3 separate regions of the Sus scrofa genome follow, and all the other regions are linked to region 2. Evidence: chromatin contacts called from public HiChIP or PLAC-seq data. All regions are on one chromosome and are shown on one strand. The core of a region is the stretch at or near the end of the contact, and the rest is flanking DNA. Distances in the headings are between cores, read along the strand shown.

The links. HiChIP or PLAC-seq counts read pairs in DNA pulled down with a chosen protein or histone mark.
Region 1: an H3K27ac HiChIP or PLAC-seq map of alveolar macrophages shows a contact between it and region 2. The contact joins the enhancer-like site here to the promoter of CDK14 in region 2. A contact is called at or near these places in 1 of 5 promoter capture datasets (liver), 8 of 47 Hi-C or Micro-C datasets (alveolar macrophages, brain, differentiating spermatogonia and 3 more) and 1 of 2 datasets of contacts at active chromatin or transcription factors (alveolar macrophages).
Region 3: an H3K27ac HiChIP or PLAC-seq map of alveolar macrophages shows a contact between it and region 2. The contact joins the enhancer-like site here to the promoter of CDK14 in region 2. A contact is called at or near these places in 4 of 47 Hi-C or Micro-C datasets (embryonic fibroblasts, fibroblasts, heart right ventricle and 1 more) and 2 of 2 datasets of contacts at active chromatin or transcription factors (alveolar macrophages and skeletal muscle).

What each region holds. Positions count from the first base shown.
Region 1 is chr9:70,626,401-70,630,763 of Sscrofa11.1, reverse strand. The region is part of intron 6 of LOC110262229 (pituitary tumor-transforming gene 1 protein-interacting protein); the gene reads right to left. Among named protein-coding and RNA genes, the nearest start is that of CDK14, 49 kb to the left of the region's middle. Within about 2 kb of position 1,358, at least 4 of the 83 cell types and tissues checked have an H3K27ac peak or open chromatin away from gene starts, as enhancers often do. A contact at or near this core is called in alveolar macrophages, where this site is marked.
Region 2 is chr9:70,676,309-70,680,451 of Sscrofa11.1, reverse strand. It overlaps CDK14 (cyclin-dependent kinase 14), which reads right to left and starts at 2,440. Exons shown (of 15, transcript XM_021102362.1): 1 at 1,741-2,440. The coding sequence starts at 1,831. It overlaps LOC110262229 (pituitary tumor-transforming gene 1 protein-interacting protein), which reads right to left. Exons shown (of 7, transcript XM_021102367.1): 7 at 2,975-3,724.
Region 3 is chr9:70,710,907-70,715,164 of Sscrofa11.1, reverse strand. All of the region lies in intron 2 of CDK14 (cyclin-dependent kinase 14), which reads right to left. Among named protein-coding and RNA genes, the nearest start is that of CDK14, 35 kb to the right of the region's middle. Within about 2 kb of position 1,799, at least 29 of the 83 cell types and tissues checked have an H3K27ac peak or open chromatin away from gene starts, as enhancers often do. A contact at or near this core is called in alveolar macrophages, retroperitoneal adipose tissue and skeletal muscle, where this site is marked.

The DNA of each region.
Region 1 (4,363 bases), core at 109-2,608, 49 kb after region 2:
GCTATGAACATTTACAGATTGGTCTTTGTGTGGTCAGCTTTTCACTTTACTGGGGTACATATTTAGGGGTGGGAATGCCAAATTGGATGGTAAGTATGTGTTTAACTTTATAAGAAAGTGCTGAACAATTTCCCAGAGTAGTTATATAGTTTTACACTTTTCTCTAGAAAAACATGAGTCTGAAGTTTATATTCTCTTTAGTTTCTGCCATTCTAGTGAATGTGTAGTATCTTGCTTTGGTTTAAAATTGACTTTGGGGGAGTTCCTGTCATGTCTCAGCGGAAACGAAACTGACTAGCATCCATGAGGATGCAGGTTCGATCCTTCGCCTCACTCAGCATGTTAAGGATCTGGTATTGCCATGAGTTGTGATGCAGGTTGCAGACGTGGCTCAGATCCCCCATTGCTGTGGCTGTGCCATAGGCCAGCAGCTACAGCTCGGATTCGACCCCTAGCCTGGGATCCTCCATATGCTGCATGTGTGGCCCTAAAAAGACAAAAAAAAAAAAAAAAGTATTTTTATAAGAACTTAGTGATGTTGAGAGTTTTTAAGTATCTGCTGGCAATTTATTTATTTATTTATTTATTGTCTTTTTAGGGCCACACCTGCGGCATATGGGTGTTCCCAGGCTAGGGTTCCAATTGGAGCTGTAGCCGCCAGTCTATGCCAGAGCTATAGCAACACCAGATCCAAGCCGCATCTGCGACCTACACCAAAGCTCACAGTAACACTGGATCCTTAACCCTCTGAGCGAGACCAGGGATTGAACCCACAACCTCATAGTTTGTAGTCAGATTCATTTCTGCTGTGCCACGACGGGAACTTCTGTTGGGAATTTAGATGCAGCTTTTCCTGTAAAGTGACTGTTAAAACCTTTTTATATATTTTTAAGATTTTTAAAAATATTGTTAAATTGCAGGTATTCTTTATATATTTTGGGTGCAGGTGTTTTGTCAGATACATGTGTTGTAAACATATCCTCTCAGTTTGTGCCTTGTCTGCTTGTTCTCTTAACATTGTCTGTTGAAAGTGTTTAACTTTGATAGAGTAAAATCAACCAAAAATTTTTTTCCTTTTGTGGTCAGTGCTTTCTATTTTCCTTAGGAAATCTTTGCCTACCCTAAGATTGCAAAGATATTTTCCTATGCTTTCTTCTAGAAGCTTTATTGTTTTAGTTTTATGTTTAGGTCTATAATCCACCTTGAATTAATTTTTCTCTGTGGTGTGAGGTACGAGCTGAGTTTCATTTTTCCCACATGAATATCGAGTTGTTTCAGCACTGCCTGATGAAATGACTGTTCAAGTTTAATTTCACTGAAATTATGTCAAGAAACAGGAAACTTAAAGATTACTGAAAAAAGGGGAAATTAGGAGTAAAAAAGGGCATTTGACTCATACTTGAGTCATTCTTTGAACTCACACTGCAAACATGCACGAATGACCATCAATATTTTAAAAAATACAGCCATCACACATATGAATCTCTGACAGTTAGCTCTATTCGCTGAATGAACAAACAAAACTATTTTATATGGAAAGGGTGATCTATTTGCAGCAGGATCTTAACTTTTCAAAAAACTTGTAGCATCTTTCTGTTTCACTAAATGCCTCTGAAGCAATTACATATTTTGGGGTGGGGGAGAGGGTAACTAGGAACCTTCAGTGGAACTTTTGACTGTGCAAAAAAAAAAATAGAGATTTAGAAGCCCAAATCTCTTCTAAACTGGAGAGTGTTAAGGACTTGTAGGTGCTAGACTGCACACGATGACCCACACTAGGCTGGGGCAGGCTCTACACCAGGATCAGAAGGGAAAACTACATTTTTCTCTGCCTTTGGTCTTCAGATGAGATGGGTGTGTGTGTGTGTTCAGAATAAGCAGTAATTTGGAGGAGGCATAAATATGGGCTAAAAGGCAGAGGTCAAGGGTGGGGTAGGTGAAGAGCATTCTAGCAACACATGAAGGAATAAAATCAAAGGTCAGACTTGCCCTTGGGAAAGGTTTAGCTGTGAACCCCTGAAAAACACATTTCCGGTGGCTGGTTTCCTACGTGTTCCCATTCCACAGACTCCCAAGTTCTTGGTAAAGTTACAGTGAGGTCTTGCTTAAGGAAATTAAGAGAGGGGATTTCTTTCAGCTGGGAGTGAAATTGAAAGGGCAGTGGGGCAGCAGCCTCAAAAAGGTGACCTGTGAAAAGCTGAAAGAATAAACTGAGAAACTTTGCAAGTGTCACAGAACTAGAACAAACAATCCAAAAATTTATATGGAACCACCAAAGACCCAGAATCGCCAAAGCAATCCTGAGAAACAAAAACCAAGCAGGAGGCATAACTCTCCCAGACTTCAAGAAATACTACAAAGCCACAGTCATCAAAACAGTGTGGTACTGGTATCAAAACAGACAGACCGACCAATGGAACAGAATAGAGAACCCGGAAATATACCCTGACACCTATGGTCAATTAATCTTTGACAAGGGAGGCAAGAACATAAAATGGGAAAAAGAAAGTCTATTCAGCAAGCATTGCTGGGAAACCCGGACAGCTGCATGCAAAGCAATGAAACTAGAACACACCCTCACACCATGCACAAAAATAAACTCAAAATGGCTGAAAGACTTAAATATACGACAGGACACCATCAAACTCCTAGAAGAAAACATAGGCAAAACACTCTCTGACATCAACATCATGAATATTTTCTCAGGTCAGTCTCCCAAAGCAATAGAAATTAGAGCAAAAATAAACCCATGGGACCTCATCAAACTGAAAAGCTTTTGCACAGCAAAGGAAACCAGAAAGAAAACAAAAAGACAACTTTCAGAATGGGAGAAAATAGTTTCAAATGATGCAACCAACAAGGGCTTAATCTCTAGAATATATAAACAACTTATACAACCCAACAGCAAAAAAGCCAATCAATCAATGGAAAAATGGGCAAAAGACCTGAATAGACATTTCTCCAAAGATATACAGATGGCCAGCAAACACATGAAAAAATGCTCAACATCGCTGATTATAAGAGAAATGCAAATCAAAACTACCATGAGATACCACCTCACACCAGTCAGAATGGCCACCATTAATAAATCCACAAATAACAAGTGCTGGAGGGGCTGTGGAGAAAAGGGAACTCTCCTGCACTGTTGGTGGGAATGTCAACTGGTACAGCCACTCTGGAGAACAGTTTGGAGATACCTTAGAAATCTATACATAGAACTTCCATATGACCCCGCAATCCCACTCTTGGGCATATATCCAGACAAAACTCCACTTAAAAGAGATACATGCACCCGCATGTTCATTGCAGCACTATTCACAATAGCCAGGACATGGAAACAACCCAAATGTCCATCGACAGATGATTGGATTCGGAAGAAGTGGTATATATACACAATGGAATACTATTCAGCCATAAAAAAGAATGACATAATGCCATTTGCAGCAACATGGATGGAACTAGAGACTCATACTGAGTGAAATGAGCCAGAAAGACAAAGACAAATACCATATGATATCACTTATAACTGGAATCTAATATCCAGCACAAATGAACATCTCCTCAGAAAAGAAAATCATGGACTTGGAGAATAGACTTGTGGCTGCCTGATGGGAGAGGGAGAGAGTGGGAGGGATCTGGAGCTTGGGCTTATCAGACACAACTTAGAATAGATTTACAAGGAGATCCTGCTGAGTAGCATTGAGAACTTTGTCTAGATACTCATGTTGCAACAGAACAAAGGGTGGGGAAAAAAATGTAATTGTAATGTATACATGTAAGGATAACTTGATCCCCTTGCTACACAGTGGGAAAATTAAAAAATAATAATAATAATAAAAAGAAACTTTGCAAGTGGAATATAAACCACAGAGAGAATGGCAAGTATTTGATTTACATGGAACATATTTCAACTTATGCGAGGCACTGTATATTTATCGTTAGGATTTCTATGTTTTCGAGAGGAAAATATAGCTCTAGAGTAGGATTAATTAAAGAGTAGGGTCATACATGATTTGACTATTTTTCTCAAAAAGCAGTTTGAGGAGTTCCCGTCGTGGCGCAGTGGTTAACGAATCCGACTAGGAACCATGAGGGTGCGGGTTCGGTCCCTGCCCTTGCTCAGTGGGTTAACGATCCGGCGTTGCCGTGAGCTGTGGTGTAGGTTGCAGACGCGGCTCGGATCCCGCGTTGCTGTGGCTCTGGCGTGGGCCGGTGGCTACAGCTCCAATTCAACCCCTAGCCTGGGAACCTCCATATGCCGCGGGAGCGGCCCAAGAAATAGCAAAAAGACAAAAAAAAAAAAAAAGCAGTTTGAAAGGTGAAAGCTAAACAAAGGTATGAGAGTAATTCTTAGCACAAAAGT
Region 2 (4,143 bases), core at 1,191-3,690:
AGTTAAATGTACTAGATCTTAGAAGACATTTTAACAAGGGCTAGAATCAAAAGGAGTTTCACATCACTAAATCTCTATAAGCTAGAAAATCCAATTAACTATAATAACCCATTTGCCAGCATTGTAGTTAATCCCAATTTTACTGATTGTCGATCAAAACCTTGAAATGATTTAAGCATAAGGAATTTTTATATCAATGTCCTTGGTTCCTTACTGAGACTCAATTGCAATGAATTATTTAACACAAAACTGGAAGGGCTCCAACAGAGTTATTAGCATTAGTAAATACATATAGTTAATGCCTTTTTGAACAGGGCTTAATGGTCTCCAGGACCTGCCTCTGTGATGGTTTGGGGAAGAAGAGGGGCCCTGAAACATCCTCCTTCATAATGCCCTCAACACCTTGTTCTCTCACACTCTCCTTGGCTTAAAACTTCATTTAAATGCAGGGCCTCTTCAAAGCCATCCCTAACTCCAACTCATAAAACTGCAAATATCCAATAAATGAAATAAATAAAACCAGGACTAAATATTGATTTCACACCATAATTTTACAGTCTTCATTAAAAAGATTATGTATGCCAATATGAAATTTTAAGTTAAAAGCCAACAAAGAAAACTAGGCTAAACAATTTTTTGACTGTACTATGAAGAATGCATATTTTAGAGGCACTGATTTTTAAATGAATGGATGGAAGAATGACAATACTCATATGCAATCCAGGGTTTTACTTTAAGGAATTAAGCACCTGATGCTTAATTTTCATTAACACCTTCATTAACATGGATGACATGTTAAACAAGTGAAACAAAGGCTAGAGGCTTCTTAGGGACTCCAAGGGTTATTTTTAGTACTTGTAAGATCCTCTTGCTGAAAGCAGTTACTTGTAGAAATGAAAGTTCTTAGAGGAAGGAGCTACCGTGTTAAGGATAAAAAGGGGTTTTGTGGCCAACCCTAGAAATATGACTAACCCGTTCCACGTGACACTGTTGTCACCCCATTTGTGACATGGATTTATTCCTAAATGTCCTAAACATTTCTCGGCCGTCTATTTGTCGGTCAATTGGTTGGTTGATTTAAAGACAATAGCCCTGGAGCTCTAGTAAATGAAAGAAGTTTGGGAGACTTATTGCTCAATGTTCAGACAAGTTCACAGCGCGCACGTCTCTGCAGAGACGGAAGGATTCAGAGAGCTCGGGACTGAACATCCAAATCTCGCTTTCGAGGACCTGAAGTACCGAACAAAAGGTCCCAAGGTATCTGTCCCACTTCTCTTTAGATTGGATGTATTAAACAATGCCAAGGTACAAACTCAACATTTCTCCAATTTCCAAAGCTAAATTATTGACTGAACACCCAACGCCAAAGCCTGTGCGCAAAATAAAAATAAAAATAAAATAAGAAAGTGACCCAAGCGGCCGCGCAGCCGGGTGAGCAGCGGGCGGGGGGGGGGGGGCCTCCCCTCGTTTGCCCCCCGCGGTCGCGAAAGACGGAGGAGCGCTAGCGGCCGGGAGAGGGAACCCAAATTGTAGGCTTAAGACCATGCACGCATGAACCCTCGGATGCCGAGGGACAAGGGTGTCTCTCCTTCTTGTCGTCGCCCTCCCCCAGGTCCCGGGCACTGCTCCCTCCACCTCCGCGCGCAGCGCACCCCACCTCAGTCCCGGGTGGCCCCAGCAGTGCTAGCGCCCGAAGCGCGGGGCCGACCGGCCGGGTGCCCCAGACAGCACTCTACTCACCAATGCGGCTGAAACTATCCGACAAAGTTCTCCGCAACTTCTTCATCTTGCCGATCTTCTCGGCCGGCTGCGGCTCAATGAGGTCGCACATCTGGGCGACGCGGGGTTTGGGCAACTTCCCCAAAATGGTCCAGAGCGGAGCGCAGACAACAGCTAGGGCGCGCGGCGCTGGGAAGGCGGCGCCTCCTCCTCCTCCACCTCCTCCTCCTCCTCCTGCGGCCGCGAGGCAAAGCGCTGGGCTGGGGAGGCGCAGGGCTGGCTCCGCTCCGGCCTGGGCCGCGGCTGGGCGGGCGGAGGCGGTCTACGTGGTGCCGCGGGCGGCAGCGATAGCCGCCGCCGTAGTGGCCCCGCGCAGCGCTGCCGCCGCCCCGCTCATTTTCCCTCCTTTGTACCCGAGAGGAGCGCGGCCGGCGGCTGGCAGGGGGGGTTGGCGCGGGCGGAGGCGGGCCGAGGGCGGGCCGGGGACAAGGTGCGGGAGTCGGGGGTTGCCGAGTGCGCGGGGCGCGGACGGGGACAAGTTCTCAGCCCCGAGTTCCCTGAGCTCGGGAGAAAAAGCCGTGGCGCGGAACCACCAGCCGCCCTGCCCTCCACGCCCCTCCCCGCCGCCGCCCGCCGCCGCCGCCCACGCCCCGCCTTCCCTTCGGCCAAGGCCCCCAGGCGCTGGACCCCCGCACGACCTCAGCGCCCCGCCCGGAGCCCGCGTCTTCAGCCGCCCTCCCCGCCCCCTCGCGCCCCCGCTCGGCCGCCCCCGCGTTCCGCCCCTAGCTGTCCGCCCCGCCCGCGCGCTCCAGGATCGCGGAGCACGGCGAACCAGCAAGGCCGAGAGCCGGCCGTCTCTGGGGACCCCAGTCTCGCTTTGGGGGGACGCCTCTAAAGGAGGCCGAATCTATCGATCGTTTATCTTAGTGGCTTTTCTCGTTGCCACGATCGCGTGTGGAGAGAGCGCGGAAAGGGGGTGGGCGGGTGGGATTCGGCCGAGACCGCTGCCTCCGGGTCGGGGCAGTGGAAGGGCCCCCAGGGTGCACTCAGGTTTGATGGTGACTTTTTGTTCTTCAGTTTTGCCGAGGAAACTGTTAGGTGAAAGATCTAAAGGGACGGGGGAGAGGGGGAGGCGTTTCTTTAGAAGAGTCCGGTGCACAAGCATCTCTAACTCTCAGGCAGGGCTAGTGCTGTTTCCTTCATCTCTCTGCCACACAGGAATGACAGACAGCGATGTAGTTGTAACTGATTTATGATATGGATACTTAGTTTTGTAATAAATTGCAAACAGAAGGCCTTCTTCTAAATTGGAAGCCTTTGAGGCCAAAAATACTGTGACCTCTTCTTCCCCCACCCCAAAAAAAGGAACTTTAAAAAGGATGTTGGCGGGGGGGGAGGGGGGCGGCTTTATAAAACCCCAGAAGGTACAGTTTCAGCAGCAAACACACACCGTCTTTATTCTGCTTAAACGTGGTACAAGGAGCCAAGCCTCCAAGACAGTCTCCCAGGGGAGACTGAAGGAAGGTGGGGGACGGCCTGAATGTGTTGACTGGGGGCCAGCAAACTCCTTATGAATAGAAATGTAGTCATCTTGAGTCATCTGGCTGTGTAAGTAATAAGAGCTTGGGAGCCTGTGACAATGCTTTTTGGTTTAAAGGAATTTTGGGGGAGCTTATGTTTTATTAATAGATTTTTATCTGAAAATAAAAACTAGCCCTTTGCCTTCCTTAAATTGTGAGGTAGAACACTTGGATTTGTTCTGCCCTGCCCTGAGCACATCATAGGGTCTTGATAGACGGTGGCTGAGAAAAGACAGGAAATCAAGACAAGTAGGGAGTGGAGGGTGGGGACTTCGCAAAGAAAGTCAGTATGAGTTAAAATGCCAGGATATTGGGTCCCAGTGACCATATCTAGAATTACTGACAGCCCCAAGTGTGGCCTCAGACAGGAAAAAGTTAGACTTTTACCACTTCCTCAGATTCGCAGGGGAGAAAGTTAGCAGCAGCTGTGAATGAAAAGACAAATGCAATCAATCAAAATACTGATGGGTTCTACCTATCAGTAAACAAAGATGAAGACATAGTTATTAATTGAATGAAATTTGACAACTATTCATCTGCAGCTGTCCTATTCTATTATTAACTCTGACAATGGCTGTTTTGGGTTGTTTTGGGTTGGGGGGAATATATATATTCTCTGTTTCAACTTCCTAATATTTAATATTATTCACTTTTTAAAAGATCGACTTCTGCTTAAATAAATTATAGTATATGCATACAAAGGTAGAGTAGGTAAATATTTTTAAGTGACATAGATCAATATGTATTGGTGTATAAATATGTCTAAAGTAAATGAAAAAAGCATATTTACCATTAGCCCATTTCCATGTGTATAAGAAAAAGCTTATGTATAGACATATGTATG
Region 3 (4,258 bases), core at 550-3,049, 35 kb before region 2:
CCCAGGCTAGGGGTAGAATCAGAGCTACAGCTGCCAGCCACAGCCACAGTCACAGCAACATCAGTTTGGAGCCGCATCTGCGACCTACACGACAACACCGGATACTTAACTCCCTGAGCAAGGCCAGAGGCCAGGGATCAAACCCATAACCTCATGGATCCTAGTTGGATTCATTTCTGCTGTGCCACAAGGAGAACTCCGAGATTGGCATTTTGTGACTATAGCACAAGATCTCTGCTGCCCCAAGTGTGACCTGGGGACCAGCAACATCAGCATCACCAGAGAATTCTTAAGAAATGCAAAATCTCAGGCCCCACCTCAGATCTACTGCATCAAAATTTGTTAACAAGACCCCCAGGTGATTCAGTTCCCCATTAAAGTTTGAGAAACACTGTCCTAGAATAAATTATACTGACCCTCCAAGGGCTGAAACTCAGCCATAACCATCTACACTGAAGACTCAAAAAATGATCTTTAACACTGGAGAACCATTTTCTCAAAGAAGGTAATTGAGGGATCCTGGAAAAATAAGAGGACAAGACAGAACAGGAAGCCAGCAAGCCAGCAAGCCAGCATGCTAAGGATCAATCATCTTTCACCTTGTAAACCTGATGACCTTGAAAAGTAATGGGGGCGGGAGTTAATCACAAACACCAGTCACAGCTTTGCAACTGACTTAACAGCATGAAACAGAGTTCCCCAGCTTCCGGACAAGAGAACCCATCCATGGACTGTGCTAAATGCCAAGAGTCCTGTTCAGACTGCTAAGTCTTAGCCATGAGACGAAGCAGTGCATATCACTAGCCATCAACAAGTCAACCAGATTTTAGGTGACCTGACACACACTCCATTTTGATTCATGTTTTAGACTTTAGAAGTCTGTGCATCAGTAAAGGTATTTTGTTAACTTGGAGACATACTATACATAGGGGTGTCACCTTTTTAATTCTGGTCCCACAGCTGGTTTTTCTAACAAAGGAAATCTCTGTAGATACAATGTTAATTATCGGCAAAGACATGAGGCACAGACTCATGCCTCTTTTCTAAGCCACCTGGATGGAAAAATAATCACCAATACAGTACAGCACTTTTTTGAAACAAAGAAGTTTCATTATAGATCTCTGCTGACCAATGAGGTAGCTGCTAGCCACCTATGGCAACTGGCTGCCTGAATGTAGCTAGACCCAATTGAGACGTGCTGTAAGTATAAAACATACAGTGGATTTTGAAAACTGAGTCCAAAAAAAAAAGTTAAATATCTCAATAATAATTTTATACCGATGACATGCCCAAATTATAATATTCTGATGTATTAGGTTCAATAACATATAAAATTAAAGTCTCCTATTCCTTTTACATTTTTGATGTGACTATTAGAAAATTTTTCCTTTTCTAGTAAGTATTAAGGTGGCTCGTGTTATAGTTCTACTGGATAGTATAGGTCTAGAACCTCATTAGAGTTATAAATGCTTAAGTTTTTTTTTTTTAACTTAACCTTAAGTTTTAAAAAAAGAATGGAGATGAATGAATCCTAGAAAATAACTGCAGAAAATATGTATTTAGGAGACAGCCAAATTTAAAAGGGGACAGAAAATGTTCAGCAGATCGTTTGACTGAAACAACTGCCGAGCAAGAGAGCCCTTTCTGAAATGGGGGCAGCAGGGAGGGGGTTGCTGAATCTACAAGCAAAGAGAGAAACATCCAGAATTTAATAAAAATTGAGCAAGGGGAGGAGCTGATACAAACACAGTGCAATCTCAGTGATGATGAGTTCTCTCAGAGCCTAGGAATGCAGAGGAGTAGAAAGGAGAAACAAATTCCATTTACAATACCCAATAATTTCCTGGCCGGAGCCATTCCAATCACTAAACCTTCCCACCCTGAAAATGAGGAAGGTAAAGACTTGAGTCAGCTCAAGACAGGTGCCCCACTGGCAGAGATGAAACTACAAATGAACGTGAATTCACAGCTCTTCTTCCAAAGACAGAAAAACTTCCATGAGATTGAAAATCGATTCAAAAGTCACTTTTTTAATATGAAGACCTGACTTCCCCGTTTTAAAACAGTATCCCCCGCACACACTGGAAAACAGTACTAGTTCGGTTCGTTTGGGAATGAGGCTGCAAATGTGAGGCAAGCAAAGGAGCTGAAGCCATCTCCAAGCTGGGCAGATTCCGCTCATTCCCGCCGGGAACAATCCCATCACTTAGGAAATCTGGATCCCTGCCAAACGCTGCTTCTGCAGTCTGCTGGGGGATGGGAGAGGAGGGTGGAAATGTCTGGGCAGCTGGCTTTTATCACAAAGCCTTCTCTCTGTGAAAGGCTTATAATGAATTTCCTAGACATGATATAACACAATATTTTAAGTGATTAATAGCACAAAAATATCACATTTAAAAAATAAATGTCCAAGGTATAAGAGGCCAATAACTACATAAATGGAATTTGATGCAAATGTTAAAACCTTATATTTGAGTGGCTTTTAAATTCCTTTCATTAGGCTTCACCTCAAGAAATCTATATGGGAGAAAAAGAAACTAATATATCAAGAGCTTAACAGAGGCACCAAGTACTACTGTAGCAGAAGTTCCCAGGCCAGGGATCGAACCCTCACCAAAGTAGTAACCAGAGCTACAGCAGTGACACTGGATCCTTAACCCTCTGAGCCACCAGGGAACTCCCCAAAATGACTAGCTATTGATAGGAAAAATATTGTGAGCCATTCATGTATTAAAACTCACATGATCCTAACAACCTTCTGGGGTGGGGGGGGTTATTGTTATTACTATCCCATTTAAAGATGCATGGAGAGGTTAAGTACCACAACCAGGAGGTGTTGGGGCCTGGACGTGACCTCAGATTTATGACATCAAGGCAGCTCAGCATCAGCACCCTGAATTCTTGCCTAACACATGAACTTGCTTTGTGGCCTTCACTTTCAGATGAAGATACTGAGGTTCAGAGGAAATAAGAGACTTGTCTGTTCGTCATAACAAAGCTACTAAATGGTGGAGCAGACTGTCTATATCTCACATTGAATTCTTCTCACATGCAGCTTCCTGTTTTCACCAAACCTTTGCCCTAGTTCTTAATGCTGTCAGTATTTTCTCTCTGTTCCCAAGGGGAAGGTTACTAGCCACTTCTCCTTTCTCTTTTTTTAGCCAGACTACCAATATTCCCACTATGGCTTGAGGCATCTGAAAAATACAAAATAAGAACTGATGCTCTTCACAGCTATATAAAATTAAGTAATATTCAGGTCTATAAATCCATGATGGAATATGGAAAATAAAATGCATTTGTCTTAATGGACAAATTAGTGACGGATTCACATTACTTCTCATTAATATTATAATACTGAGGAAATTAACTACCATTTGGAAATCCACATTTACTAGAGCTTTTAGGTCACCCACTTCACCGGATTTGATCCTGAATGCAATGTCCTTGAGTCTTGATTTTCTCAAGTGAAGCAGAATAATGGGGTCAAGGGTAGCAGGACAGGAAACCACGGTTCTGCACCCAACTCCACCATGAGAATAGAAAACTGTGGCCTGGGGCACAGCAATCACCTTCCTGAAATGCTATTTCCCCCTCTACAAACCAGGAATGAAGGTATTTAACCACCACTTCACAGAGCTGTGGCGAGAACTGACCGAAATAACAAGTGCAACTGTTTTGTAAACTCTGAAGCCCTGCAAAAATCTGCTGTGAATATGTATGAACACTCGTGCCCAACATGAGCAAGAGAAGGGGCTTCAGGATCTCTGATGATGGCCAAGAGTGAGACAGGGTTCTGTCTCTCTAAACCCACACACCCTGTAACTTACGCTCCAGGTGAAAGGATCACTGGATTTCCAGTGATCAGGAAATTTAAATGCACTCATTTAAATAAAAGGCACAATTCCCATTGCAAGTGCAATCCTAATCAAGTCTCCAAGGCTGTCTGAGGATGCTCCAGGGGAGCCTTCATTGCCAGACCTTCTGATCAGATGCAAGATGGATAAAGATTTTTCCCTTAAAATTACTTAAAAGTGAATTCACATGCACAATGCTTAGGTGTCTTACTTTTAAAAAATAAATAAATAAACTGGGGTGGGGGGACTTAAGAAAACAAATCTAATACCTTAAAATCTAATGCTCAGAACCCTTCGGATATTCCTTTTTTGATATTTTTATTTTCCCTCCTTGTGTCACATTATCAACATGCCAGTATCCAAGTCTGTTACCAAACCTGCCAAAGAGATGCATCTATGGA